Regions from separate parts of the Ovis aries genome. Here region 2 is linked to region 1. The links are chromatin contacts, called in public Hi-C maps. All regions are on one chromosome and are shown on one strand. The core of a region is the stretch at or near the end of the contact, and the rest is flanking DNA. Distances in the headings are between cores, read along the strand shown.

Region 1 (4,027 bases), core at 518-3,017:
GGGCAGGAGGGAGCCCTGCAGTGGTGGCTCAAGGAAATCACACACCACCCCAGTCGAGGGCCTGGTGTCCATGTCCCGGGGTCACTCGGGGTCTCCTCTAGGCACCCGTGGCTCAGGGGAGCTATTAGAAATGCAGAGGGTCAGGACCTGCCCTGGACTCACCAGATCCCTGGTGGCTATCTGAACAGACTGAGCCTGGGGCCGGGCCTAGGTGGGGCCTGAGAGTGTGTTCCTGAGGCTGCTGGGCGACGCCCGCGCTGCTGCCTGGGCCCCCTGCCCCCGCCCTGGACCACACCTGCAGGAAGGCCACTCCCCACCGCTCCTCTGCACCTCCTGGGCCAACTGCCTCTGGTTGCCATGCTCCAGAGGCCTCTTGGATCCGACCAGCTTCTCTGGATCAAGCGTCTTTAGCGCTGCCCCAAGGCACTGGGAAGCCCCCTCCCCAGTCCTGCTGGGGCCAAAACTGCTCAGTGACGGGCAGCTGGTTTCAATCACATCTATCTTCTCAAGCAGACTGCAGGGGCACACAGGAGGTGCTGAGAGAACTGTGGGTAACTGGATGGTTCTGACCTGGCCGAGGTCTGAGCTGGACTTCCTGGGCCACCGAAGGCCAGCTCTGAGGCCCCTGGCCCACTTCCGTAGGTCCCCCGCCTCAGCTTCCTCCTCTGGATTAAGTGAGGCGATCTGTGTAAAGTGCTCCCACAGTGCATAAAGCAAGCACTTGGCTACAGCAGAAGGGTCTTTCCAGCTTCCCTGTAAGGTGCACACAACTGGCTGGTCGAGTCCTGCCAGCTGTGTGACCTTGGGCAAATAACGCACCGCACCCTCTCTGGTCCTCAGTTTCCTCATCTGCAAAGCAGGATGACCCAACCTAAGGCTTGAGCCCTCCTCCTCCGAGGCTCTGGCTGCCGGGCTAGCACGTGGCTAAATAATCTCCAGGCTCCCCACCCTCTGAGGCAGGAACACACCCACTGTTTGTATGGGGACCCTGGGTGCTGGCTTTGCCCACAGCCCTGCGAGAGCTGAGACTGGGCCTGTGTGTGGCCTGGTACCCACATGAGCAGAAACACACCAGGTCAGAGGGCAGCATGCAGGCCTGCAGCTCAGCCATCTGCCTCTTCCCTTCCTGGGCCAAGGGCGCCATCTGCTGGGGGCATGGGGCTTGGCACCCTGGTGTGCCTCTGCTGGGCTCCCCTGGGCCCAGGCTGGTAGGGTCATGACCTTAACATAGCCACGCTGGGCCCCTACAGTCTCTGCACCCCAACTGCTCTCCACCCCAGGACAGACCCTCAGCATTGGGCCTTGACGCCCACAGACCTGGGGGTGGAATCCTGGGTGCTGGCTCCAGAACCTTCTCTCCTTTTGTTGGCGTGGTTCAAATTCAGTAGCTCTTTATGAGGCTAGAGGGGCAGCTGAGACCCACACCAAGGCCCAAGTGTGTGAGATGCAGGCCCCTCCATCAAGACGCTCCTGCTGGTCTGAGGGCCCAGGCCCCTCCCCAGGCCCCTGGGCCCCAGTTTCCTCTCTGTCCCCCTGAGCCCGCAGGGCTTTCATGTCCCATGCTGAGGGCTGGGGCTCTGGCTGTTCTAGCAAGAACTGCCCAACCTCCTCCCAACTCCTGGGTCTCTGGCTCTGGAACCCTCCTGTGCCCGTGGGGGTCAAGAGGGCACCTCAGGTCCCCCCGCCACCATGCCATGCCGTGCTCTGCAGGCAGCCCCAGTAGAGCCCCACGTGGACTCTCAGTCCTGACAACCTTCCAGCCCTGGACACGGGCTGCCGGAGAACTATAATTAGGGACACTTTGATCCTCAAGCCTGCTGACAGATAAACCACAGAATATGCCTCGTCTTCCCCACGAACTACAGAAGCAGGGCTGGTCCCCCAGGGAGCCCACAGGGCTTGGCTTCCTGCACTGAGGAGCTGGCGGGTGACCCGCTCCAGGGGGCAGGAGCCAGGGACTCCATCAGCTCAGACCCTGACTCTGGGTTCTGCCCCTCCTGCTAGGAAGAAGGGAAAGGGTACTCGGGCCCCATCACCACTGCAGAGACCAAGCCGCCCATCCCCCTGCTCGCAGAGCATTCCGAAATGCCCCAGAGAGCAGAGCACACAGCCGCTGAGACCCATTCCGAGCCATCACTGACGGGTGTCCCCCAAAACACCCCGACCCCTCCCCTCCTTCTGTCATGGTGGCGAAACACACACACGATACCCTTGAACATGTTAGCCACTTTTAGAACAGACAACTCAGTGGCATTTCACACCATCACTCCAGTGTGCAGCCATGGCCTCTGCCTGAAGCCAGGACATTCTCATCGCCCCACACAGAGACGCTGTGCCCACTGGCAGTCACTCCCCTGGCACCAGCTCCTCCGCTTTCTCCCCGCCTCCAGGGGCAAGCTAGCTCCGCACACTTCACACCCGTGGAGTCATCCACACGCAGCCTTCTGGCCTCCCTCACTCTGCAGGCTGTCGCCAAGGCTCACCACATCACAGCCTTTGTCTGGGCTTCATTCCTCTTTATGGCTGAGGAATACTCCACTGTGTGGATGGACCCTGTTTGTTTTTTTTAAACCATCTGTTGATAGACTTTTTGACCATCTCTACCTTTCAGCTGTTGTGAATCACGCTACAGGGAATACACCTGTATAAGCTCCTTTAAGGCATTTCAAGGTTGGGCGCAGGGAGGTGGAACTAAAAGCAGAGAAGTCCACCCTCCTCAAGTAGACGTTTCGCTGAGCTTTCATGGCCCCGTCTCCCCTTCCAACCCTCACCCCCCGGGGCAGTGGGGGACGTTCACCCCACGAGGGAGATGAGGATGATGGGGCCTGAAGAGGCTGCTCCTGGGGTCCCCTGGCTTCGGGGAGCAGGCCTATGAGGCCCCAGGGCTGGCACCACCTGCCTCCAGGCTGTCATCGTGTCATCTCCCAGCCAGCCCTGGCTTCCGTTCCTGCCTGAGAAGACGCGGGGCGCTTGGCACAGGCAGCCCTGCAGGCTTCTCTTCCGCTCTGCCTGTCCCTACATCAGGCCCCCGAGTGTGGCCACAGGGCCTTACCTCCTCGGTGCCCAGCTTGCCGGCTGCAGTGTGAGGCCAGCGGGTGGCCTCTCAGAGGGGCCGGGAGTGCCGACCCATCGGGCAGCTGCTCTGAGGGGTGAAGGAATGCTGAACGGTGCACGTGGGAAAATCGCACCAAACCCGAACAGTTTTCCAGGAGAATAGAAACTGCCAAAATTCATCCGAGAGGCAGCAGCAGAAACATGAACAGACCTCAAACCCGGGGAGAAACAGCAAAAGTTGTCAAAGGATTAACTCCAAGGATGGTGAAGGCCAGACATGCTGCCTTGGAGCATGGAAAGATGGATCATTCTCGAGCGGGAAGCTGGTGGGGACACAGCGCTGCTCCCGGATGGACGTGCGGCTGAGGGTGCGGGAGGAGCCGCCACGTCAGAACCCAGACCCGTGTGGGAGAGAAGGGCGGGGGCCCGCCTGCCCCGCAGCTCCCGGAGCAGACGGTGGTGACGACAGGAGCACAGGATGTGCCTGGGGACCCCAGGGCACCCGGCACCCGCAGGGCCGACACGCCTGTGACCCCCCGGGGTGGTCCCCCACCTGTGGTGGGTGCAGGGTGCCCTCCACAGAGGGAAGCGCTGAGGCAGGAGGGTGCTTGGAAGGAGCATCCATAAGAGAAAGTGCCCTGCAGACCCCGGCCTGGCCCCAAGGCCCCTGCAGGTTCCGCCAGGCGCCCCGACCCCAGCCCTGGGGCCTCCAGCGGCTCCCCCAGAACCAGGCACATCTCAGCCAGAATGCGACCCAGAGGCTGCCCCCTTCCCTCCCCTCCCCAGGCTGAGCTGCTGTCCTCGCTCAGCACCCAGGATGGTAGGGAAGGGGAGCGTAGGGCCAGAAGGCTCCTGCAGGCCTGTGACCCCAGAGACACCTCAGCCCCTCTGGCCTGGTTCAAGGGTCCCAGCGGTCCCGACTGCCTCTTGGGACGGGGCAACATCTTGACGCTGTTCATAACAGGCGAGCCAG
Region 2 (4,027 bases), core at 624-3,123, 260 kb before region 1:
CGCCGCGGGGCGCGGGGCCTTGGGTCCCTACTCCGCCCGCCCGGCTCTTATCGCCGTACACACTCCGGGGGAAGTTGCCCCGGAGCCGTTGGCGGCCGCCCCCGCGAAACCCACGAACTTGGAGGAGAGGGGGGCGCGAGCGGAGACCGCCCCCCGCCCGGCTAGAAGCGCTCACCTTTCATGCCAGGGCCCCGCCGCTCCGCCTCGGCTGACACATGCTGGAGCCACCGTCGCCCAGTGTTTGTCTAAACTGCTTATCTCACCCGGGGCTGCTCGGCGGCGGCGGCGGCGGCGGCGGCGGCGGCGGCTCTGGCCCGCTGGGGAGGTGGAGCTTCCGGGGCCCCGGCCAAGAAACACCTGCTGCTGTCGCCGCCGCCGAGGACACACCCAAACGCAACGCCGCCCACTCTCGGGCCACTGGCTCGCTCCCGGCTCCCTGACCTCAGCCAGCGGGAGGTGTCGGGTTTCAGCCGCAAACACACGCGCTCGCGCGCGCGCGCACCGACCGGCGCCCGGGTACACCCGCGCGGGCACACGCCCCTCCCCAGACAGGCCGGCCAGGTGAGCCGAGGACACCAGCAGGTAGGGGAAGTGCCACCCTCAGGCTCCCGGGGACCCCGGGCTTCACTGCTCAGGGGTCCCACGTACACTGGGGTCTGAGACCAGCCACTGGATTCCAAAAGCAGGGAGCGGTCACTTTCAACACGCCCACCAGGCAAGCAGCGCCCCTGCGCCTCTCCCTACCGCTTTCCGGGTGCCGAGAGCAGCGTGTGCCACAAACCAGCAGACCCCCCGAGGAGTGAGCGGACAAACTCACGTGTGCTGGAGGCCTCCTGGAGTAAAACTTTTCCAGAGCCGGTGTCTGCTGGGGGGGAGGAGTGGAGCGGGAGGGGGCATGCAAAGTAGGCTGTGTGCCTCTCTCCTCCCTAGCCCCTCTTAACTCCCAATTTGAAAGAGCTGAATGTTAAGGACTCGGGCCTACGCACCTTCCCCCCAAATTCCAGGAGCTCCGCCTTCTCGTTCTAAGTAACTTTGGGGAAGGCCACAGTGCGGGGGGCAGCGGAGTAGTTCTTTTAAAGAACTCACGTCGCAGCGGCTGGAGAGTCCACGGAGGCGCCGCTCCGCCAGGGGGGTCATTAAGTAGCTGGGGTTGCGGTCAGAGGCGAGGCCGCCCGCCTCCAGAAACTGGCACGACCCACTGGGCCTCCGGCCCCAGAACAGCGCCTCCCCATTCCTGGCACCCCACCACCACCGCCACCACCACCTCACCCAGGCACTTGACAGACTGGAATGACTCAGGGAGCGTCCTGAAATTCCTGGGCACCCACAGGCGGCACGGCCAGAGCGGAGGGCCCCGGCCTCCCCACCCCCACCGGCGGCGGGCGCAGAGGACCAGCCTGGCGCCCCCCACCAGCCCTCCCCAGCCCCGCGTCTCCGGGAAGCGCCGGGTCAATGGCGGCCCGCCTCGCCCGACGCCCCTTGGCCCTGGCGCGCCCCGCGCTCTGACCCCGCGCGTCCCAAGCTCCCAGGGTTGCTCGGATGCACCGGGGTCTCTGCCTGTACATCCTCTTTTTGAAAATCCTCTCCATCTACAGCCTCCCTACTTTGCAGCCCCGGAGGCAAACCAGTACCCACCCCTCAGCACCCCGCCGTAGCGCCGCGCTGCGGGTTTCAACTTTCGGCCGCCGGTGCCAGCCCGCGCTTCTGCCAGCCCCAAACCTGCCCCGGGACATGCCCGCGCCGCGCTTGGCAGGCGCGCACGCAGCCGTCCCCGCGGCCCAGCCTCCCCCGCCTCCCTTCCTCCCTCTCCCGCCCTCCCTTCCCTCCCCGCGCCAGTCCGGATTGCGGCGGGAGGGAGCGCTGGGCGCCTGCCACCCCCCATCCATCTGTTCCCGATGACGCTGGCGGGCCTGGAGCAGTCGGAGCCCGCGCCAGCGGGGAGCAGGACTCGCCTGGGTGCCCGCCCGCCCGAGGGGCGAAGGGCAGGGCGCGGACAGTCGCCCCCGAGCCACCCACTCCCCTGCTCCGCCTTCCGCAGAGCGCACGCGGGTCGGCCCCTCGCCTTGCACAAGGCTCCTGGCCGACCACAAACGAAAAGGGAAACGGACCTGCGAGGCCGAGCCGGGGGCCGTTACTGGCTCCTACCTGTGGGGGCCCGCCGGCCGGCCCTGGCACCTCGTGGGAGGGGCGCTTCCCCTTCACCCTCCACCGCCTGGCTTCGGGCCGCGCCTCCCCCGTGTGGCCCTAGGCCTCCGCCGGACGCTTTCGTTTACGCACCACACGGTGTCTCCGCGGCGCGGCCTCCGGGAACTCACACTCAGCAGGGGACAGCAGACTCACCGCGGCCAGGGCGCGGAGGACGCGGTGCTTCCATCGCCGCCGGGAGTCTCGGGGAGGAGGAGGAGGGGGATGGGAGGAGTCAGGAGGGCCTAGGGCCTAGGGCCTGAAAAACCAAATTAAATAACCTCTGGGGGCGGGTCCCACACTTTCCCACCTGGACTACAGGCTGGGGTGGGGGGAGGGGAATAACGCATGAAAACAACGCGCACCTGGACCGAACTCTCCTCCCAGCCCCGTCCCCGGGTCTGGACGCTCGGGCCCACCCTCCAACTCTTTCACCAGGATACCGTGGTCCAGTTGTTTCCCTTCATCCTGGGGAGACCCTGATGGTGGTGGTAGCGAGGGGGAAGTCAAGTTCTTCCACACGTCTGAGGACCACCGTGGCAAAACACAGAATTTTGTGGGGTGGCCACGTGGGTTCATCGTTTGGCTACTTTATTCAGAGTTTGTAGATTCCCCCGCCTCCTCCCAGACATCTGGTTCCGCTGCACGGCGGGACGGGGAGACTGATCCCGGTTCCCAGATGAGGAAGTCGAGGCCGCAGTTGCTCAAGGTCACGTGCACACACTGGTGCAATGGGAGCTGTGCTGGGAGCCGCTCACACCTGCAGCCAGTCTCCCTTTCCCCGTACAGCCCGTCGAGGCCTCGGGGAGCTGCAGGGACCCCCCGCGGCCGCACGGGGGCAGCGGCGAGCTGGCTTGCCCGCCCCCGGCCAGAAAAATGCTGGCGGCCACCAGGCGGGCTGGCATGGTGGCGATGGGTGACACTCGTCGGTGCGCCCGGCCTCGGGTAATCTGTAATCCGGAGCATGGCCTCCGGGTTGAAGGGTGAGAATTGCTCTCCCGCAGCCGTGCGCTCCGCGCTAACGAGGTTGGTGGCTTGACTCCTCCACTTCCCGCCACTCCGGCTGGGGCTGGCAGCCCTCCATTTCTTCAGGGGCGTTTCTTCCCCTCCCGGCGGGGTCGGTTCCCACCCCGTAGCCGGTCTGGAGCCCTCCCTGGGCTCAGCCCTCCTCTCCTTCCTCCCCCAGATGCTTGGGAACCGAACAGAAAAAGAAGGTTGGGGTAAAAGGGCAACTTTTACCCAAGGCCAGGGTCAGTCCCATGGGGGGGGTGGCAAATGGGGACCCTTCCCAGAGTGGGGACACCCGCCCCAATGACCCAGCTCACCAGGATCCTGCTTCCTTGGTGCTAGGGGCAAGAGGATGCTGGTGAGTGCCCGCTCACACCCCAGACTGGGATGAAATTAACTGTGCCTCCTGGAGCAGGAAACAGAGCAGGAGGCTTTCTCCTGGCTGAGCACCTCTTCAGGAGGGTCCTGCAAAACCCAGCCTGTCTCCAGCAGCTTGTGTGCTCAGTCGCTGTCATCCTGTCCAGCTCTCTGAGGCCCAGTGGACTGGAGCCCGCCAGGCTCCTCTCTGTCCCTGGGATTCTCCAGGCAAGAATACTAGAGTGGGTTGCCATGCCGTTCTCCAGGGGATCTTGCTGATCCAGGGACTGAATCCGCGTCTCTTGCATCACCTGCGAATGAGCCACCAGGGAAGTCCCTCCAGCAGCCTGGAACCCGGGAAACCCACACGATGAAGCCCTCAGTGAAGTAAAAGCGCCTCCTTAAACTGACCCTGAGAGATACTGACGAGGGATCTGCCGGAAAGAGACCAATGCCACTAACCAACAGGGTGGGTGTT

The links. A called contact is a pair of places that touch in the nucleus more often than the background predicts.
Region 2: a Hi-C map of muscle shows a contact between it and region 1, with 4 times the contacts expected there. The contact joins two enhancer-like sites. A contact is called at or near these places in 6 of 16 Hi-C or Micro-C datasets (blood, hypothalamus, liver and 2 more).

The regions. Positions count from the first base shown.
Region 1 is chr14:10,882,296-10,886,322 of ARS-UI_Ramb_v3.0, reverse strand. All of the region lies in intron 1 of GSE1 (Gse1 coiled-coil protein), which reads right to left. Among named protein-coding and RNA genes, the nearest start is that of GSE1, 85 kb to the right of the region's middle. Within about 2 kb of position 1,767, at least 3 of the 54 cell types and tissues checked have an H3K27ac peak or open chromatin away from gene starts, as enhancers often do. A contact at or near this core is called in muscle, where this site is marked.
Region 2 is chr14:11,142,172-11,146,198 of ARS-UI_Ramb_v3.0, reverse strand. All of the region lies in intron 2 of GSE1 (Gse1 coiled-coil protein), which reads right to left. Among named protein-coding and RNA genes, the nearest start is that of GINS2, 86 kb to the left of the region's middle. Within about 2 kb of position 1,873, at least 15 of the 54 cell types and tissues checked have an H3K27ac peak or open chromatin away from gene starts, as enhancers often do. A contact at or near this core is called in muscle, where this site is marked.